Linked DNA regions of Zea mays: region 2 is linked to region 1. The links are chromatin contacts, called in public Hi-C maps. All regions are on one chromosome and are shown on one strand. Each heading gives the region's core, a stretch centred on a gene start, on an enhancer-like site or on the middle of the called end of the contact. The rest is flanking DNA. Distances are from core to core; before and after follow the strand shown. Region 1 has its middle 61 kb from the start of LOC103642369. Region 2 holds the start of LOC100191178.

Region 1 (5,343 bases), core at 2,779-5,278:
GGCCGACCCCACTGGAAGCCGGGGGTAGCCTTGCCCTGGCATCGTCGGCGATGCGGTGTCTGACATCCTGGGCCAGATGACGCGCTTCTCCGGCCGGTGCTCGGCCTGCCCACTCCTGCCCGATATTTTGCAGAAGCTGCACAAGTTGTCCTGCTTCCTCGTCGAGCCTGGCCTGTACCTCGCGGATTTGCTCGAGCTGTGCGTCCTGACCCCCCGCAGGGACTGGGACCACAGCTAGCTCCCGAAGGATGTCAACGTGAGGCGCAGGCCTAGGGGGATCGCCGTCCTCCGGCATACCAAGGTGGTTGCCTTCGTCGAGACCCCCTAGATCGACGTGGAAACATTCGCGACTTGGGCCACAGTCCTCGTCGCCGAGGCTGTGGCTACTATCGGAGCAATCGGAGAGGCAGTAGTCACATGCGGTCATGAAGTCCCGCATGGCACTGGGGTTATCGAGCCCGGAGAAATCCCAACCATAGTCGGGCTCGTCATCTTCCTCGGAACCCGGGGGCCCGTAGGTCGAGACGGCCGTCAGTCGGTCCCAGGTTGACCGCATATAATACCTCGGAAGGTTCGGATATGCCTTTATGAAAGCATCCACCGAAGCGGGGTCGCTTGGTGGGTCGAAGCTGAATCTAAAAGGCATAGGATGGGAAACGGACGGTACCTCTTGATCGACGGATGGTGACAAAGTCGCGTCAGGGACGGACTGCACCATTATCTCAGGTACGAGGCTAACGCCCAGCAAGTCCTTCGCGAGCGTGCTGGCGTCGTCCGTCTGCTTGGGGTTGGCGTGTTGCGGGGAAACGACGCTCGTCTTCGTCTCAGACGCGAGGTCAACGCTCGACGTGTCCCCCGTTGGGGCACCGGCGCCGTCGACTCGCTCGACAGCCGACGAAGTGCCACCTCCTGCTTGGCCATGCCTGCCCCGCCTCCTCCTCCGTCGGTGGGGAAGGTGATGGGACAGACCCGGATGTTGCTCTTCCGCCATGTGGGGAAGACGTCGTCGATTCCGCCGCCGGCGGGCGGGCTGACGGCCGCCATTGTCGTTGTCGCGCGGCGGAGGAAGGAGTATCATGTCGTAGCTGCCGTCGAGGGACATGAACTCAAGGCTCCTGAAACAGAGCACCGTCCCGGGTTGGAGAGGTTGCTGGAGACTACCCATCTGGAGCTTGACGGGAAGTTGTTCGTCAACACGCAGCAGTCCCCTACCTGGCACGCCAACTGTCGGCGTTTCGACCCCGGGGGGTCCCTGGACCGACGAGTAAATTGTCGCTGCGTGTCCCAGCCCAGATGGGTCCGCGCGAGACGGAACACAAGGGGGGAAAACAGTAAGGGGAAACCGCAGCCTCGTGTTGTCCTGCGCCCAGGGCGGATGCGCTTGCAGTAGGGGGTTACAAGCGTTCGCGAGGGAGAGAGGCAGAGAGAGACTGTCCGCCAGCCCGTTCTCCCGCGCGGCCACCTTCTCGTACGAGAGCCCTGGACCTTCCTTTTATAGATGTAAGGAGAGGGCCCAGGTGTACAATGGGGGGTGTAGCAATGTGCTAACGTGTCTAGCAAAGGGGAGCCAGAGCCCTATGTACATGTCGTCGTGGCTGTCAGAGAGGTGTTGCTGCCCTGTTCATGTGATGTCATGGCCGTCGGAGGAGCGCTTGAGCCCTGTGGAAGCACAGCTGTCGGGGCTATCGGATCCTTGCTGACGTCTCCTTGCTTCCGTAAGGGGCTGAGAACCGCCGTTGTCATGGAGCATGCGGGGTGCCATCATTACTTGTTTTACTGGGGCGAGCCAGATGGGACGCCGGTCTTGTTCCCCATAGCCTGAGCTAGCTAAGGGTAGGGTAATGATGGCCCCTCCTGTGACGTGGTCGGTTCGAGCCCGAGGTCGAGCGAGGTGGTGACTCCTCCGAGGTCGAGGCTGAGTCCGAGCCCTCGGGTCGGGCGAGGCGGAGACCGTCTTCCAGAGTCGAGGCTGAGTCCGAGCCCTGGGGTCGGGCGAGGCGGAGACCGTCGTCCGAGGTCGAGGCTGAGTCCGAGCCCTAGGGTCGGGCGAGGCGGAGACCGTCGTCCGGCGTCGAGGTTGAGTCCGAGCCCTGGGGTCGGGCGAGGCGGAGACCGTCTTTCGGCGTCGAGGTTGAGTCCGAGCCCTGGGGTCGGGCGAGGCGGAGACTGTCTTCCGGCGTCGAGGTTGAGTCCGAGCCCTGGGGTCGGGCGAGGCGGAGACCGTCTTCTGGCGTCGAGGTTGATTCCGAGCCCTGGGGTCGGGCGAGGCGGAGCTTCCTATGGCGCCCGAGGCTGGACTTAGCTGTTGTCGGCCTCACTCTGGCGAGTGGCACAGGAGTCGGAGCAGGGCAGGCGGCGTTGTTTTCCTGTCAGGTCAGTCAGTGGAGCGGCGAAGTGACTGCGGTCACTGCGGCCTTGTCGACTGAGGAGCGTGCGTCAGGATAAGGTGTCAGACGATCCTTGCATTGAATGCTCCTGCGATACGGTCGGTTGGCGTGGCGATCTGGCCAAGGCTGCTTCTCCGCGAAGCCTGCCCGAGCTGGGCCTCGGGCGAGTCGAAGGTGCGTCCGTTGTTTGAGGAGACCCCCGGGCGAGGCGTGAATCTGCCTTGGTCTATTGTTCCTGCCCGAGGTTGGGCTCAGGTGAGACGAGATCGTGTCCCTTGTGTGGATGAAGCCTTGACTGGAATCGCGCCCATCAGGCCTTTGCAGCTTTGTGCTGATGGGGGTTACCAGCTGAGATTAGGAGTCTTGGGGGTACCCCTAATTATGGTCCCCGACAGGCCTCGCAGTGGATCCCTAGCCATTCACCTTGGGAGTGTCTAAGGGTCTCGCAAACCCTGGCTAAACGGGAAACATGTCTTGTGGGTAAAGTTGTGAAACCTCTGCAGAGTGTAAAACTGATATATCAGCAGTACTCACGGTCAAGAGCGGCTCAGACCCTCACATGAATAACTTATGAAATTAAACTTAATTTGTCATATGCATTGCATTGTTGGATTTATTATTAATTGTGATCTCTTATTTTATTGGAATGATATCTACTTATACTTAGTAACTGCAACTAAAATTTTGACCAACTTATTAAAAGAAATGCTCAGGCTTAACCCTATTTGTTAATGAGCCTTACACTTTACATGAGCCCCGTCGTAAGTGAGCTCATGCATATTATTCCCTACAACTTGTTGAGTGACGAACATATGCGAGCTCAACCTTGTTGTACTAACCCCCGGTCATGGACAGGTACCGCAAGATAAGCAACATGAAGGATGGCGTGATGAGTTCATGAGAGGTCTAGGTCGTCGTCTCCCAGTCAACTATGGTTGCGAAAGATCGTTGTCTTCATATGATGTATTTATTTAGCTATTTTGTACAGAACCTCAACTATATAATAAAGATGTGACATTCATTTCTATACCATGAGTTATCATATGTATGAGACTTGATACTAGCACATATTTGTTTCGCGCCCGAGTTTGCCCTTAAATCCAGGTGTGATAGTACGGGCGACCCGATGAGTGCCCATACCACATGGGTATGAGTATGGGGATAAATTCATATCTACCCGTAGATATGGGTGGCTCGACATGATTATTTATTCTCGAGGGTGTGTATGAGATAGTAATATTCGATGAGTATTTACGTATTGTCATCTCTAACCTGGTTGCCGCTTATACAATCAGTGCCAGTCTGTTTACACGACCCATTCAGGGCCCTCAATCCTCGAATTCGGCCTTCTTACTCGCCGGCCCATTTTCTTGTGCTCGTGACTCTTGAGTGTTCTCCGGTTGTCTTGCCGCCACGGCTGACTTGGACGCCCGCCTCCTGAGTAGTTGGGAAAGTGATGCTGACAGTACGGCCCATAGCCATTCCGTGTATGAACCGTGTCTGCTCCTCTGCTCCATCCTCCTTTGCTGCTGTTGCCGAATGCCGACACATGGCGGAAAGGCCTCAGCGCCGACGACCGACGGTCCCGCAACCCCAGGCATCCGGAGTCGGCAACCCGCCCACCCCGGAAATATCTCGCACATGACATGGCGCGTGGTCGGCGTGGGCCCACTGCACAGTTGGGAGTTGGGACAGGTGCCGAGGTGTGGACGGCCGGGATCGGAAATGTGACCTACGCACGGCACGTCAGGAGGTTCCGTGTTGTGGACAGCGACACGCTGGACACTTGGATGTGCTTAGCAGCACAATTAGATATGGCCACGTCAGATTGGAATGTGACGTCGTCACTCGTCAGTGACCGCTGGATCTTTCTCAAAGTCTGTTATCTGAGCTTTGCAACAGGGATTTTGGCATGGGCCCACTGCACAGCCGAAAGGTTAAGTTGATACGGTACGGCTACATCTTCAAGTGCTAGTTTAGTAGAACAAAAGTGTGTTGACGAAATAGAGAACGTGTTGAGCAGATGTGTATTTGCGGAATTGAAGTTACACTTTCTGGCTTTAGTGGTACGGGCTCTGGTTACTTCAAGGAGAAGGAATTGGGAATCCAAAGTCGATCTTGATCATAATCTTAGGATAGAGAGCAAGAGCTTTTCTAAATTTCACTATTTATAATATCATTTATAGTGTTATTTACATAAAAACTGTCTTCTATATTTTTTCACTATCCATAAACTTTTCTCTATATTTCTTATAGTTATTGTCATTTTCTATCTTTGATTAATGAAGTCCATATTAATAGAAAACAAGTATATTGGGATGACTATTTAAAAAGATTGTTAGTATTTTTTTTTAAAAAAACTATATTTCTAGCTATTAGAAAGGATATAAAGAGTCCCCTAATAAAGTTGCTCTAAGAATGCACGGTGGCCTATGCTTTCCAACTCTATAGTTTGCCTTTCTTCACGCGCTGGATCTGCTAGGGAATTGGGAATATTAGGGACATGCGATGCTCATAAAGATTTATGATTTTGGCAGAAGAGAAAAGATTAAGAACAAAGTGGTTGATAAAGAGCCACTTGGGGACTGCTGCTGTGGCTGTGGTTAATTTTATACAATGCTAATTGCTAGATAGTCTGTACGCATGACATGCTTTCTTGGAAGTGCACTTAATTTTGGGCGTGCAACACGCTCCAAACTTTCTGCAAAGTTTATATATATATGAAAAATAACAAAAACAGGATATCTTGGTGACTTTTCGGGTCTTTATTTTTTTGGTCCATGTAACCAGCGAGGATTATCCACCATAACCACAACATAGATAATAGATTCACTGCTGCAAAATGCAAAATCTATATCGGTTAGGAACTGGCTACAATACGGGACTACCAACCGGTACCTAAAGACCTCGATCTTTAGTCTCGATTGTATGAACTAGTACTAAAGAGATGACTTTA
Region 2 (5,131 bases), core at 1,178-3,677, 190 kb before region 1:
CAAAACCTAGAAAAGTAAAACACATTTTGGACTCTAAACAAGTCTAAATTAACAACTTTCAGCTATAATTTTATGGGCTATATTTGAGAACAGAGCTTTGCTGTAGTCCATGTCAATATTTGAGGTTGATTGAAACTTTTTAGCTTTAACATCGTCTGAGAACTTAAAATGACATTATTTTAGCATATATATATATATATATATATATATATATATATATATATATATATATATATATATATATATATATGTAAACAGTTTTCCACGAATAACTTCCCAACTACAAAGTTGTAGACCGCATGGAAAACTACATTTTATATAATGTTCGTATTTATGGAGCTTAATATAAAAAGTTATGAATTATTTTTATACAATTATTTGTAAAGTTGAACCTCTTAAAACGTCCGTGTCTGTTAATACTTGGCTAATTCCTAAAGGCGGGTGCTTTGCAATAATGACCATCTCTGTTAGTTGTCATTTTTTGTTACCGGTGTCTATTAATCAATTAGATGTTTTAGGATACTCGCTTTTCTTAATATGATCAAGTGAGTTACACTACCGGACTCACCTTCTTTGCCGAGTGTCCCAGACACTCAGCAAAGGGCATTATATACTCGACAAAGTCTTTGCCAAGTGTTACACTCGGCAAACATTTTATCGGTAAATGGTTCTTTGCCGACTAATTTTTTTCGGGCACTCGGCAAATACTTTGCCGAGTATCAAAAAACACTCGGCAAAGAAAAGCACTCGTCAAATTAAGAATCGCAAAAAAATCAAAAAACAGCAAAACATTTTAAATTATGAGAACAACAAAACATTTTATCTGAGATAGTTTGAAAAATTCAAAATTTAAAATCCAAATAGAGTTTTGCATGACAAGATGGTTTCAAACTAAAACATTGTCAACTACAAAGTTTCATAACTTTTCAAGACCTACAACTTTTATGTTAGTGGTTTTTACATTCGAGGTCGTTTTCAAAATTTAAATTTAAATTTTTAAAAATTCAGACGTAGTTTTCGTTGACAAGATGACTTCAAATGAAAACGTTGCCAACTACAAAATTCTATAACTTCTCAAGATCTACAAAGTTTATTTTGGTTGTTTGGTCATTTGTTCGTATCACATGATGGTTCTAACATTATTCACAAATCTTGTACATGTCTTTTGTAGTTTCATAAACTACGAGAGATATAGGTTTAATGAAACAAATTTTCTTTTATTTTGTCATATGAAGAAATGATCAAAATATAAAGTGTACATCTTGATGAGTTATACAAATTTGTAGTTGAAAACTTTTTTATTTGAATTAATTTACTGCTTTAAAATGTGATTTTTAAATTGTCTTTAACTAGTGTTAAAAAACACTCGGCAAAAAAACACTTTACCTAATGTCCAAAATAAAACACTTGCCAAAAAACTATTTGCCGAGTGTCAAAAAAACACTCAGCAAATAAACTCTTTGCCCCAAGTCAAAAACACACTCGGCAAAGAAACTCTTCGCCGGAAAAAACACTCGACAAATCATTTGATATTCGGCAAAGAGCTGAATTCCGGTAGTGGTAGTTGTTTTTATCTAGAGACTATCTGACCATTTATTTACAAATACGACTCCGGCCCTACATGTGTATGTGTCCCTATTAATTAGAAAATATAAATTTGATTCTTTTACTTTGTAGTGTCTTGGATCTGTGAAGTCCAATGTACTATAGTATTACATAAACATCCCTACATACGAAAATAACAATCAAGATATATACACGTATGGAAGCCATATATACATGTGATGCATGAAAAAAAGTGATGTCGTTGCTACATATAATCTTACAGTGACACACTAAACATAAAAAGCAATATATGGTTTAGGATTTGAACAGCCAGAGTGCAGTTTCATTAGCATTTGTAAAGAATATCCATATCCATGACAAAAAAAGAAAACATGCGCATGCATATAGATATATAAATGCATGTAGTAAATATATATATGTGTATACCGACTAAATCGGCAAGGTTGTAGCCATTCGTGAACCGTCCTGAGACGGCGCCGGCGGTGCCAGCATGGAAGTCGATGCCGTACGGAGATGCAGCACGGGGTGCAGGCGGCGGCAGGAAGTTATTGTTTCCGACATCGACCAGCGAATCACCGAACACAAACATCAACGGGACTGACAAGCGCTTCTGCTCAACGTCAGTTTCAGCGGCACCCAAGGACGAGCGGCTAGCGATGCACACGAGGAGTACCAGAGAAATGACCGCTCTATCATTAGTACCCATGGCTTTACTGGGCGGGTTAATCAAACGAAGATGATGGAGTATATCTTAGATGTTTTCTTTTTTTTCCCTCGCTCGCTCTAAACACACATAGCTAGTAGCTTGTTGCTGCTGCCAAGGGACGGATGCTTTCTGAGTTGGAGCTCTGTTTGTTGGCTTTGGAGTTTGGAGTGAGGAGGGATGCTTGAAGCCTGGTGGTATTTATAGTGTTAGATCCAACGTGATACACGCTGCTTCACGTACAGTGACGCGATTATTGGAATGTATTACTGTGTTCAATTCGGTGCGGGTAGGTAGGTAGCTAGACGCTTCTTTCTCCACATGACATTCGTACTGAACATGGTGGTTGGGAGTACGTGACAATTAAGATAACACAACCACGTAGGTGTCTTTGGGTTCACGAAATATAACGTAAATGATAATGATAATGATTCATACTTGAATACCGGTGATAACAAATTTAAATAAGGCGGTATCCATTTTATAGTGTACTATCGATTACGGTTAACTTAAACAAATATGATTTAACGTTATCGGTTACCCATTACGTTACCAATATGTGAACCAAACAGCACAATATTTTCAAAAAAAAATAGCAACGTGCACAAAGCAGGGAACGGCCACCGTGGAATATAATTATTCTACTTTCTACGTGTATCTTTGTCAACGTCAAATCTATATCGTCACTGCAACTGACCAGCCCCTCCCCAAAACAATAAAACAGGAAATGTACGACGACTTTGTAAGAAACCGTCGACAGTTATGTTATATCCGACGGTACCTAGTAGCCGTCGAAAGTAACAGTTAAGTCCTACGGCCCTAGTGACAGCCGTCGGATATGTAAGAAAAATGGACCTCACCCATTTGACTAATTGATTTTGATGTTTGATTATCAACATAGCCCGTGAACTAATGTGATTGATAGTGTTTGTGTTTGTAGTATGATGCTAAAACGACTTGGACTAAGGCATTGAGGAAGCAAAACCTCAAAGGAAGACATTAAGAAGACCATATGTGAAGATCAACGAGTATCAAGCAAAGTCCAAGACAAGAAGAAAGTGTTGCCACTGGCGGACCGTCCAGCCCAGAGCACCGGACTGTCCGGTGGCACCCCAGACTGTCCGGTGCCACACTGCCGGACTGTCCAGTGCATCAGGGAACAGTAGCCTAATGACTAGTTCCTGGTGACAATATGGAGGAGAGCCACCGAACTGTCCAGTGTGACACCGGACTGTCCGGTGCAAGGCTGACAGCGCCAATGGTCACCTGCTAGATCCAACGGCTATTGGTGCACCAGACAGGGCATCGGACTATCCGGTGTGCCGCAGAGAGCAACAACTTTTCTCCAATGGCTATATTTGAGTTGGGGTCTATATATACTTCACCCAACCAGCCATTTGAAGGTGTGGGAGCCCAATCAATATACCAACACATGTTGTAGATATTTTCAATTGCCCAAACACCCAAGTTCTTAATAGAATCACTCGGTGATTAGCGTAGGTGCTTTGCGAAGTGCTTAGGTTAGTTAGAACGCTTATGCGCTTGCTCTAGGTGAATCCTAGTTAGTTGAGTGAGTTTATAAAAACCTACAAAACCACTCGGCTCTTGTGTGAGCCGTTCTAATTCTACCGAGTGGGGCGACAGTATTGTGAGACAATGACAACCGAGATTTGTCATGGCCGACACCGTGTAAAGAAGGGAACGTGGCATGTGGCGTTTCAGCCGGAAGCTCGATAGTGGACATGACAGGGAGAGTCCGAGAGGAGCCAGAAGAGGAGCACCAATTGCGCGTGGAGAAGGCCCACGACTCTCTACAGAGTTACTCGACCGTGGTGCTTGGCCCTCGCGTGGGCTACCCTTTGCGTAGGGGCACCTATGGGGGATAGATATCCTCAGGTCCTCGTGAACACTAAAACGTAACATGGGCCGTCTGATGGGCCTCTCGTTGGTTCGTTCATAGGGATGGACCAACGGTTATAGCCGGGTCGGGCGAGCCTGATCCAAGAAGACAAAGACTGACGTTGTAAGCAAATGAAGCACTGATATCTCGAGTGGGGCAGTTGTAAGCACTTGAGGGATGTACAACTTGTAAATGGATAACTCTCTTGTCGTGTATATAAGGCCGAGGGGGACTCTGGGGGATGGATATCCTCCGGGTCCTCATGCACACTGAATTGCGTCTTGGGCCGCCTGGCAGGTCTCCTCCTGGGTCATCCTATAGATGGGTCGGCCGAGTGCAACCAGGCCAGGCAAGCCCAATCTGAGCCGGCGAAGGCTAATGCCCGAGTTAAGTGCTATGGGAGCACGAGCATATCGGGCAGAACGGTTGTGATCACCTGATAGGCTAAACCCCCGACGGTAACTCGGGCGGATGAGTGAGGCATATTCAGATATGTAGGAAGACAGTTTGCTACAAACAGGGAGATAAGAGAGTGGGTTATGTTTATCACTTGTGCGGGGATAGCTCTCCTTGGTCGTGTATATAAGGTTAGGAGGTACCCAAACCATTTTCATCTCATCTCAGTCCACCACACTCATAGTTCCCAATTGTAACCCCATTCCAATACTAAGATCACCATAAGAAGTAGGGTCTTACACAGCTCCCGCGGCCCAAACCTGTATAAGTCTGTGTGTCTTTCTGTCGTGTCACCACACAAACAATCGAGTCGCAATCAACGATGTTGTACTGCTTAAAAAGCACCTCGTGGGTATCCACATAGTGTGCAGTCAAATCTGAAACATCGACAGCTGGCGCGCCAGGTAGGTGGTGCAACGTTGATAAACGCCGACTCCATTGCAGTCACCTTCAATAGCATGATCACTTTCAATCCAGGAGCGATCTTCTGCTTCGGAACCATCTCC

What was found. Hi-C and Micro-C count contacts between places; a contact is called where the count stands out from the background.
Region 2: a Hi-C map of ear shows a contact between it and region 1, with 2.6 times the contacts expected there. The contact joins the promoter of LOC100191178 here to the enhancer-like site in region 1. A contact is called at or near these places in 2 of 25 Hi-C or Micro-C datasets (ear and tassel).

The regions. Positions count from the first base shown.
Region 1 is chr10:33,742,041-33,747,383 of Zm-B73-REFERENCE-NAM-5.0, reverse strand. No RefSeq gene overlaps it. Among protein-coding and RNA genes, the nearest start is that of LOC103642369, 61 kb to the left of the region's middle. Within about 2 kb of position 4,028, at least 17 of the 20 cell types and tissues checked have an H3K27ac peak or open chromatin away from gene starts, as enhancers often do. A contact at or near this core is called in ear and tassel, where this site is marked.
Region 2 is chr10:33,934,488-33,939,618 of Zm-B73-REFERENCE-NAM-5.0, reverse strand. It overlaps LOC100191178, which reads right to left and starts at 2,427. Exons shown (of 5, transcript NM_001136613.1): 1 at 1,993-2,427. The coding sequence starts at 2,272.